2 separate regions of the Salvelinus alpinus genome follow, and region 1 is linked to region 2. A link is a contact called in public Hi-C data. All regions are on one chromosome and are shown on one strand. Each heading gives the region's core, a stretch centred on a gene start, on an enhancer-like site or on the middle of the called end of the contact. The rest is flanking DNA. Distances are from core to core; before and after follow the strand shown. Region 1 holds the start of ldhbb (lactate dehydrogenase Bb). Region 2 holds the start of LOC139539353 (galanin receptor 2a).

Evidence for each region. Hi-C and Micro-C count contacts between places; a contact is called where the count stands out from the background.
Region 1: a Hi-C map of red muscle shows a contact between it and region 2, with 9 times the contacts expected there. The contact joins the promoter of ldhbb here to the promoter of LOC139539353 in region 2. A contact is called at or near these places in 2 of 3 Hi-C or Micro-C datasets (muscle and red muscle).

Annotation. Positions count from the first base shown.
Region 1 is chr15:55,402,185-55,406,417 of SLU_Salpinus.1, reverse strand. It overlaps ldhbb (lactate dehydrogenase Bb), which reads right to left and starts at 1,607. Exons shown (of 8, transcript XM_071344155.1): 1 at 1,476-1,607. It overlaps LOC139540367 (solute carrier family 25 member 3), which reads right to left. Exons shown (of 8, transcript XM_071344150.1): 7 at 3,772-3,882; 8 at 2,138-2,804. The coding sequence ends at 2,644. LOC139540581 (small nucleolar RNA SNORA53) reads right to left here and starts at 3,165; the gene lies at 2,970-3,165.
Region 2 is chr15:55,269,152-55,273,392 of SLU_Salpinus.1, reverse strand. LOC139539353 (galanin receptor 2a) reads left to right here and starts at 1,903. Exons shown (of 5, transcript XM_071342164.1): 1 at 1,903-1,926. The coding sequence starts at 1,903. It overlaps LOC139539354 (parathyroid hormone-related protein-like), which reads left to right. Exons shown (of 3, transcript XM_071342165.1): 3 at 68-645. The coding sequence ends at 524.

The DNA of each region.
Region 1 (4,233 bases), core at 358-2,857, 130 kb before region 2:
GTCCCACTTTCTCAAAGTAGACAGACAGTCATTCCATTATAGCTCAATCTGCTAAATAGACAATATGGCCGAGGGTAGACGACATCGTAGATAAAATACATTGGCAGAGACGCATAACTTTAAATAGATATCCAAAGAATATGACGAGGCGCGAGTACATATTTGAATCATAAACTTTATACACAATCTTAAAAGTATTTTTGTTTGGACAGTCAAGAAAATTCTAGAATGCGATGCGAATTTTATTTAGGCTTAACACAAATATTTCAGTATCTCAGCCGATTTCATCTGGGTTTATAATAAATAGGCTTTAGTCTATTAATAATCACCACAATTTTATAAAGCACGATACACTAATCGTCCATAACATGACATTCAAAACTAATTTGAAGGAAAACATCTTCAGTAACATCCCTTTTCCTTGAAAAAAATTGCCGTCTCAGAGAATGCACTGCGTGGGATTCTGGTTGCTCGTCAGTACGTGACGGCCTTGTCCCAGGCTGGATTTAAAGCGGAAGCTGTCGCCAGAGATAGATGCGACAATTAAGCAGTGCGGTAAAGTACTTAGATAGTACTTAAATACTTTTACTTAAGTAGTTTTTTGCAGAATCTGTATTTGACAACTTTTACTTCACTACATTCCTAAAGAAAATTACGTACTTTTTACTCCATACATTTTCCCTGACACACAAAAGTACTTGTTACTAGCAGGTCAGGAAAATGGTCAAATTCATGCACTTATCAAGAGAACATCCCTGGTCATCCCTTTTGCCTCTGATGTGGCACTCACTAAACACAAATGCTTAGTTTGTAAATTATGTCTAAGTGTTTGTGTGCCACTGGCTATCTGTAAATTTAAAAAACAAGAAAATGGTGCCTTCTGGTTTAACATAGGGAATTTTAAATGATTTATACTTTTTCAATATTTTAGAAATTACATTTACTTTTGATATATAAGTATATTTAAAACCAAATACTTTTACTCAAGTAGTAAATTACTGGGTGAATTTCACTTTTACTTGAGAAATGTTCTATTAAAAGGTATCTTTACTTTTACTCAAGTATGACAATTGGGTACTTTTTCCACCACTGCAATTAAGTAGACTTAAGTTAGTTACACCTCACATAACACCCTGTGTACTGTGTTCACACTTAAAAATACATGTTCCTGTTGCTTTTTACCGGTCCTTCTGTATTAGCCTTTTTCTTGCCAATCAATGACATCACGAGGCCTTAATCAGGATACCACGATTAATCAACTAATAGCCTAAATATCCAGGGTCAATAGGCTGATTGAAATTGCAGCAGTGCATCATATAGGCTCAGGTAGCCCATGTACAGACGGGTATTGCACACCATCATAGGTTAATAGTGCATGCTTCGCATACTTGACACCCCAAAATCAGACACTGGTCACCACTGCTCTTTCACTTGCTCCAAAATCTAAATGAAAGTATATTTACATCAAGTCTTACCCTTGGCGTGTCGTCTTCTGTCTCCAAGTCCTTTCTCCTTGTCTGCCTGCTGCCTCCTGAGTGTAGGTAATCAACTCTAAGCCCTAAACTTCCATCCCCCACAGGAAGTGTACTGCCTCTGTAATGGGTGACCTGACATGTCAGCTGTTTGAGTACTTCACCATGAGACACTCTTTCGAATACCAAAATGCTGTCCTTACCTCTTTATCTGTACTGATCTGAAAACCCACCCCAATGAAGAACTTCCACCAGTTTTCACCTGTCAAGCCTTTTACAATAAGTGCAGAAGGAGTCAACGGATTTGTCTAGGGACTCATCTTTCTGAAGGATTCAATCCCCTCCTGGATCAAGATCCCAGTTGTCAAAGTTGTTTTGTGCAATTAAAAATGGAACCCCTTGTGCGCACTTCTGGTAATACTGTATACCCCGGTATGGTACACAAACCGGATGAAAATCTAGATACCACCCAACCCTATAAATATGTAGTTTTATTTGACGGCGCAAAAAATCTGACTGTTGAAAGTTATCACAGCCCCATATTTAAAACAGATAACTAAAATCACAACTACTGGCAATGGTCAGTCTCTAAAGGGGCATCTAAAGTGAAATCAAAACATTACCTTCCTTATCAGCCACAATCCTTGAAAAACAAGACAAAACACTGTTGTTTCCACATTTATTAGAACATTAACCAACTATGGTGGGGTGTTAAAACCTGATTGCATTCATGTCGTAGTCTTTCCTCTATACCCCCACAGGGGGGAACCATCTTCCCTCTTATCTTTAAGTATGCCTAATGTGTCATTACCAATGACCAGTTGGGCTGGGGATAATTAAATTTCTATTCAACCAATTCAGGAAGTAAACTGAAATTCCAATTACCTTGCATTCAATTAAGAAAATGTGCATTTAAAATTAGAATTTACTTCTAGAACTGACAAGAACTTAAAATTGAATCAACCCCAAGCCTGCTGATCAGTAGCCCAGCCCAGGGTAGGTGGGCTACAGGCAGGACAGCTATGACTATAGCAGGTAGAGAGAGCCGTGTGCTAGGCGGTTGTTAACTGAAGGATGCGTTTGATAAGGCCGCTGTCTTACATCTTATATGGCTGTTGATAAGGCCGCCATTTTGAATTGCTATTTGTTGATAAAGCCGATATTTGTTTCGTTACTCGGTGAGGCCCAGCTTCTTCTTGAGGGACTCGGGCATCTCTGGGGGAGGGGGACGGGGCAGGCGGAAGTAGACCTTCACAGAGTCGTAGATGAACCACTGCAGGGCGGTCAGGGTACCGATCATGATGATACGGGCCACCAGACCCTTCCACACACCTGAGAAGGAAGGACAAACGGAGGGATGAAAGAGCAAGAGAATTAAAAGGCAAACTGTTTAAACTCCGATCAAATTGATATTTTAATATCCCATTACACCATTTAAAAATATGAAAGGTCAACAACTAATGATGGTTACTCTGAGACAGGTGTTAATAGGTATTGCATGTCTGCTCCCCAGCCTGTCTGCACTGGTAGTATTCCAGCAAGGCTGCCAGTGCAGGTAATGGGCTGGGGAGTAGGTAGACTGTTCGCACATGCCAATGACTCAAGCACCTCCAACTGTCCAGCCAGAAAGCTGCTGGGGGTATCTGGGCTGGAGCTGCAATCAGCCCTCAGAGAGAGATCTAAGGAGTGTGTTGGAAACCTCAGTGTATTTACTGTGAAGTTAACACCATCAATCTACATTCTAAACCAGTGGTTCTTAACTGGTTGTGCCTCAGGACCCAAATTCAACCAGGTTCTCTCAGTCGCAACCCAATATTTGCGTTGCGAAAAAAGGCCATAACACAATCTGGATTTATGTATTTTTATGCCATGATAGTAAATGTGACAACAATATGACAAAGGAAAAACATTCCCACCTTTTTCATTGTCAATAATTCAATTTTGCCCATATTATTGATTAAGAATGTTAATAAGCTTACTAGTTTGAGACCACAAAATCAACTAAACAGCGCTAATAGCTCCATATTAAAAATACTGGGATTGAAGAAAAATTGTTCAGGGATTAAATTATTCAAAAAGTTAGGTTCATTATCATTTCTAAAAACGTTCTACCTGGTTTTAGTCATTTATATTCAGATGAGTATTTTTTCCATTATATTTAAAATCAGACACCCATTCAAAACCGCCATTTGGGTCACAACCCACCAGTTGAGAATTGCCATTCTAAAAACAGTCTAGAATGGGCAATAGGATAGCCCGCCTTTGTCTGTAGAACTTCTGGAAAGAATCCAGTACTCACCCTTGGGTCCGAGCTTCTTGAGTACTCCGATGGCGCTGCTGCCACTCTCCTTGTTCAGTACAGACACCACAGAGTCCGCAGGGTGAGACACAATGGCACAGAACACACCGGCTGAAGGGGAGAGAACAAACACCAGGGATGTGATCAAGACAACATAGAAAATCTTGATTTTGACTAGGGCAGCAGTCTCAAACATACAGCCAAATATGGCCTGCTAACCGATTTAACGTGGCCTGAATTTTTTTATTACCATATCCTCAAGGATTTTAAATGCAGTACATCCACCTACAATGCATTCGGGAAAGTATTCAGACCCCTTGACTTCTTCCATATTTTGCTAAGTTACAGCCGTATTCTAAAATTGATTAAATAAAACGTCTCAATCTACACACACCCCATAACGACGAAGCGAAAACAGGTTATTTGTGTGCAAATGTATTAAAAACACAAAATAGAAATATT
Region 2 (4,241 bases), core at 654-3,153:
TCTTACAAAGAGAGTGAGTCCAGTTTAAACGCTCATTGACAATCTCCTTCTCCTCTCCCCCCTTCAGGAGGAGGTCAGTGAGCCACGCCCAGTTGATGCACGACAAGGGCCGGTCTCTGGAAGAGTTCAAGAGACGCCTTTGGCTCCAGGGGCTGCTCGATAAAGTCCACACAGCCGACAGCGAGCGAGCCCCGCCTCCCCAGAGTAGGAACAACGCCAACGGGGGCCACATCACCTTCAGCGGGAGCGCCCTACGCCCCCCCAAACCCCCCGGAGGGACCAAGAACCTCCCTCTGAGTTTCCAGCTGGGAGGGGAGGTGGGCAACCTCCCCCAGGAGACCAACAAGTCTGTGGCCTACAAGGACCAGCCGCTGAAGGTGTCCACCAAGAGGAAAAAGAAGGTGAAGGGAGAGAGAGGGAGACGGAGGGAGAGCGAGAAGAGGAGGCGGCGGGCTCGCGACACAACCATTGTCATGACATGGGAGACACATAGGGAGCCACAGAGGACGCTAGATATTGGGTGACAGACAGACAGACCACATCATGTAGCCTTTGGGCGGTGCTGAACAAATAACTCTGACAGACAGAGAAGTTCCAGCAGGACTGATTGAGATCTCAAAGACTCTCAACCAAATGACTGAAACAGTCTCCCCATACCATAGTGGACATTGTTCTTTGCCTTTCTTGTTTTAATCAGCTGCTTTTTCTTTTTTCTTTTGCCTTGCTATAAAGTACTTTTATATATCCAGAGATCAGAGGTGTTTTCATACTTTATAATAACACATATTACTTTTGTATTCGTATTTATTAGGTGAATAATATGCAGATCTTGAGATATGTCAAATGACAAACTATGCTTTACTCCTTCTCCTTTATTATCCTTTAATTAGTAAGAAAACGATGTACGACAGGTGCCTTTCAGGGGCTGATCACACACTCATCCAACCAGATGCCCGTATGTAAAGTAGAGCGCAGGCTACGCGGTAAACGTTACGCATAAAACATTTGTTAACTATACATACTTAAATTCACAAAATTAGGGAGGATTATTATTTTTAATGCTTGGTGGCTCTTGTGAATATTTTTTTTTATCTGTAGTTAGCATCCATAACAAATATTTCTACCATAATTTATTTCATTTGAACTGTGTATTTATTTTTGTGAATGTATTACGGTGCTGCTGACTTTCGGTCATTTTATAATAACAATATAATGCACTTTAGATATAATGGTGATATCCTTATGTTTTTGTTAAGATACATAAGTGTTCTCCTTTGTGGTTGATTTTTGTTGTGAAAAATGTTCCTTCCTTCCTGTTGATAAATGCTTCATTTTTATTAGTATTTATTTTGTTTTCTTCCATTTATACTATTGCCCATCATCTCATTGACTTGTATGTCATTGGATTGTTCCATCAAACTCCCTCTCTCCAATTATGGTGCTCTCAGTGCAAGTGCAAGTTTAAGCACTTGCACTGAGAGCACCATCATTTCAACAACAACAAAAAAATCTAACAATTAAAGCTTCATGAATACTTTGTGTTCTCTCTACAGACGATGTAGGTCCAATGAAATACTGTACCATACCATTTTCTTATATAAATTCAATTATTGCCCCAATGAGTCACTGTAGCCTACCACCAATGAGAAAGTCATCAATATAGCCTATTTGTTGACTATTCAGCATGAACAAAATACCTTATAAGGTTGTTAAAGTCACACTAGAGGACCATGTGGTGTGTTTTAACAGTCTCTGACTGAATGGACGTGTCCCAAATGGCACCCTATTCCCTATATAGTGCACTACTTTTTTTATATATATATATATATATATATAGTGCACTACTTTTGATCAAAATTAGTGCACTATGTAGGGAATAGGGTGCCATTTGGGTAAGACACTATGGACCTGCTGGGAGGGGAGAGAGTAAATGCACCAGGCAGCAGCGTCAGTACTGTAGCTACATCCTGTCCTAAGAGCCGGTACTGAGGCCATTAGCCAGAGCCAGAGTCATAAACACAGTGGAATGGCCTGATAAAGACCCCATCAGAAGACTGGCGTTCCACACTACTGTGCTGAAGAAATCAATGTAACAATGGAAAAGGCATTAATAACTCACTGAGAGAGAGGGGGGAGAGAGAGAGAGGGGAGGGAGAGGGTGGGAGACAATCAACGGAAAACAATACACGGAAAGGAAAGTGGAACGTTTTATTTTGAGAGTAGGGTCTGTTTGCATGGAGGTTAAATATGCTGAACATAACACATACTGTATGGAAACCATCACAGAACACACACCAATAAAATATGGATTCTCTTTCTCTAATGTCTACGTTTTACTCATATGAAAGGTCAGAAAAGGTCTGTGACAGGTTTTTCACTTCTTGTAATAAACCCACACACTTCCATTCAGAAGCTACTGTATGTACATTACATAATAATAACCATTGGATTTGCCAAAAACACATTCTCTAGAAAACTATAAGATACAACACAACACAGACAACATGAATGAACATAGCCATACACCTCAGTCCTTCAAAAACTGTAACTGTGCTAAATTCAGAGTCAGATGTGAGTACTCTCCCTTTAAACTCATCCAACCAGAATCAATTGGACCTGAGTGAGTGATGTTTGCCATTCTCCATAGCAAACAAAAACTAAGAGTCATAGACTTCACATGCAAGACACCTTTAACAGTTTTCATTATGGGGATACTCTAAAATTCAAAGAATGGCTTACGGATTTACCCATGACGGAGAATACTTCTGTTTATCTTGGTACACATGATAATACTTCACTCAATAACCCAAGAGTATGGTAAGTAACACACAGGGCTAAAAAGCAGAGCAAGTCAGTTGTAGTCCAGTAGTAGGTACACTTTTTAAATACAATAATAACGCTATAATAATAATTGTGTTAGCTATTTGTGGTTATAAAATCTAGATGAAGCTTGATGTATATGTATGTAATGTAAATGTATATAAAACTCAGTGGCGGTAATGCCGTTTAATATTAGGACAAAAAAAAATGTATGGTATGGCCTTATTTCTATTACTGTCAATCATATTCCATCCACCCAGCTTAATGTAACATCAACCTAGCCTACAAATGAAAGTTTATAATGCACAGGCCGAAGACAAATTGAAGTAATCAACGTGATCCAATAGCGCCTTGCTCACTCTTGCCTGCATCTAGCTGATCTGGGGTGTAATCATTTGTCCAAAAAGAAAAACAAGAGTTTCTATTGGACAAATTCAGGTAAGTCCCTCCCCGTTTCATTCTGTTTGCTTCCGTTGAAGAAACGTTTTGCAACAGAATCGGCTAAATAAATACACCCCTGACCACCCGCACACACAGTTCACTTTCATAAACAGCATCATCACTTTGCACGTTGTATAATTCCTTTCTCGCATCTACGCGCTGTCCTCCTCTCACCTTTCCCCTTCACTTGTAGGCTTCAGAGCAAAACATAACAGCAGTCTGTGACCAGGCGCAAAAACCTCCAAGCCAAACCTTCATATCATAACCGCTAACCACTACACAGCCTACTTCGATGTCACCGTATTAACGTTATAGTCAACAAACTAGAACTAACGAGTTAGTAAACCCACAATCCAATCCATGTGTAGAATCACGGAGTACAGTGTACAGCAAGCAGTTTAACAGTTGGAAGAGTTGCAGTGTTGGATAGCCTTAGCCAGCTAACTAGCTAGCTAACATAAATAGCATTCCTCTCTGAGTCAGGTTGTTGAGTAGGCTAAATTAGCTGCATTAGCTAAGTGAAAGGTAAACTAAGAAAATAGTTAGCTCTTTCTCTCTCGCTCTCTCTGCTGGTTCTCCTTAATTGTTCAAAATGGTTCAACTATTGTCTTTCTCTCTCATTGAGTCAGCTACTCACCACACATCATGCACTGCAGTGCTAGCTAGCTGTAGTTTATGCTTTCAGTACATGATTCAGTCTCTGATTCTTTTATTGGATGTGCTCAGTTCATATTGCAAGAGTTTTGAGGACGTTCTCCGGAGGTCACCATAATTACTGTGTAAGTCTATGAAAGGGGTGAAAACCATGAGCCTCCTAGGTTTTTGTATTGAAGTCAATGTACCCAGAGGAGGATGGAAAATAGCTGTCCTCCAGGCTACACCATGGTGCTACCCTAGAGGGTGTTGTTGAGGCTACTGTAGACCTTCATTGCAAAACAGTGTGTTTTAATCAGTTATTTGGTGACACTATTTGTATTTTT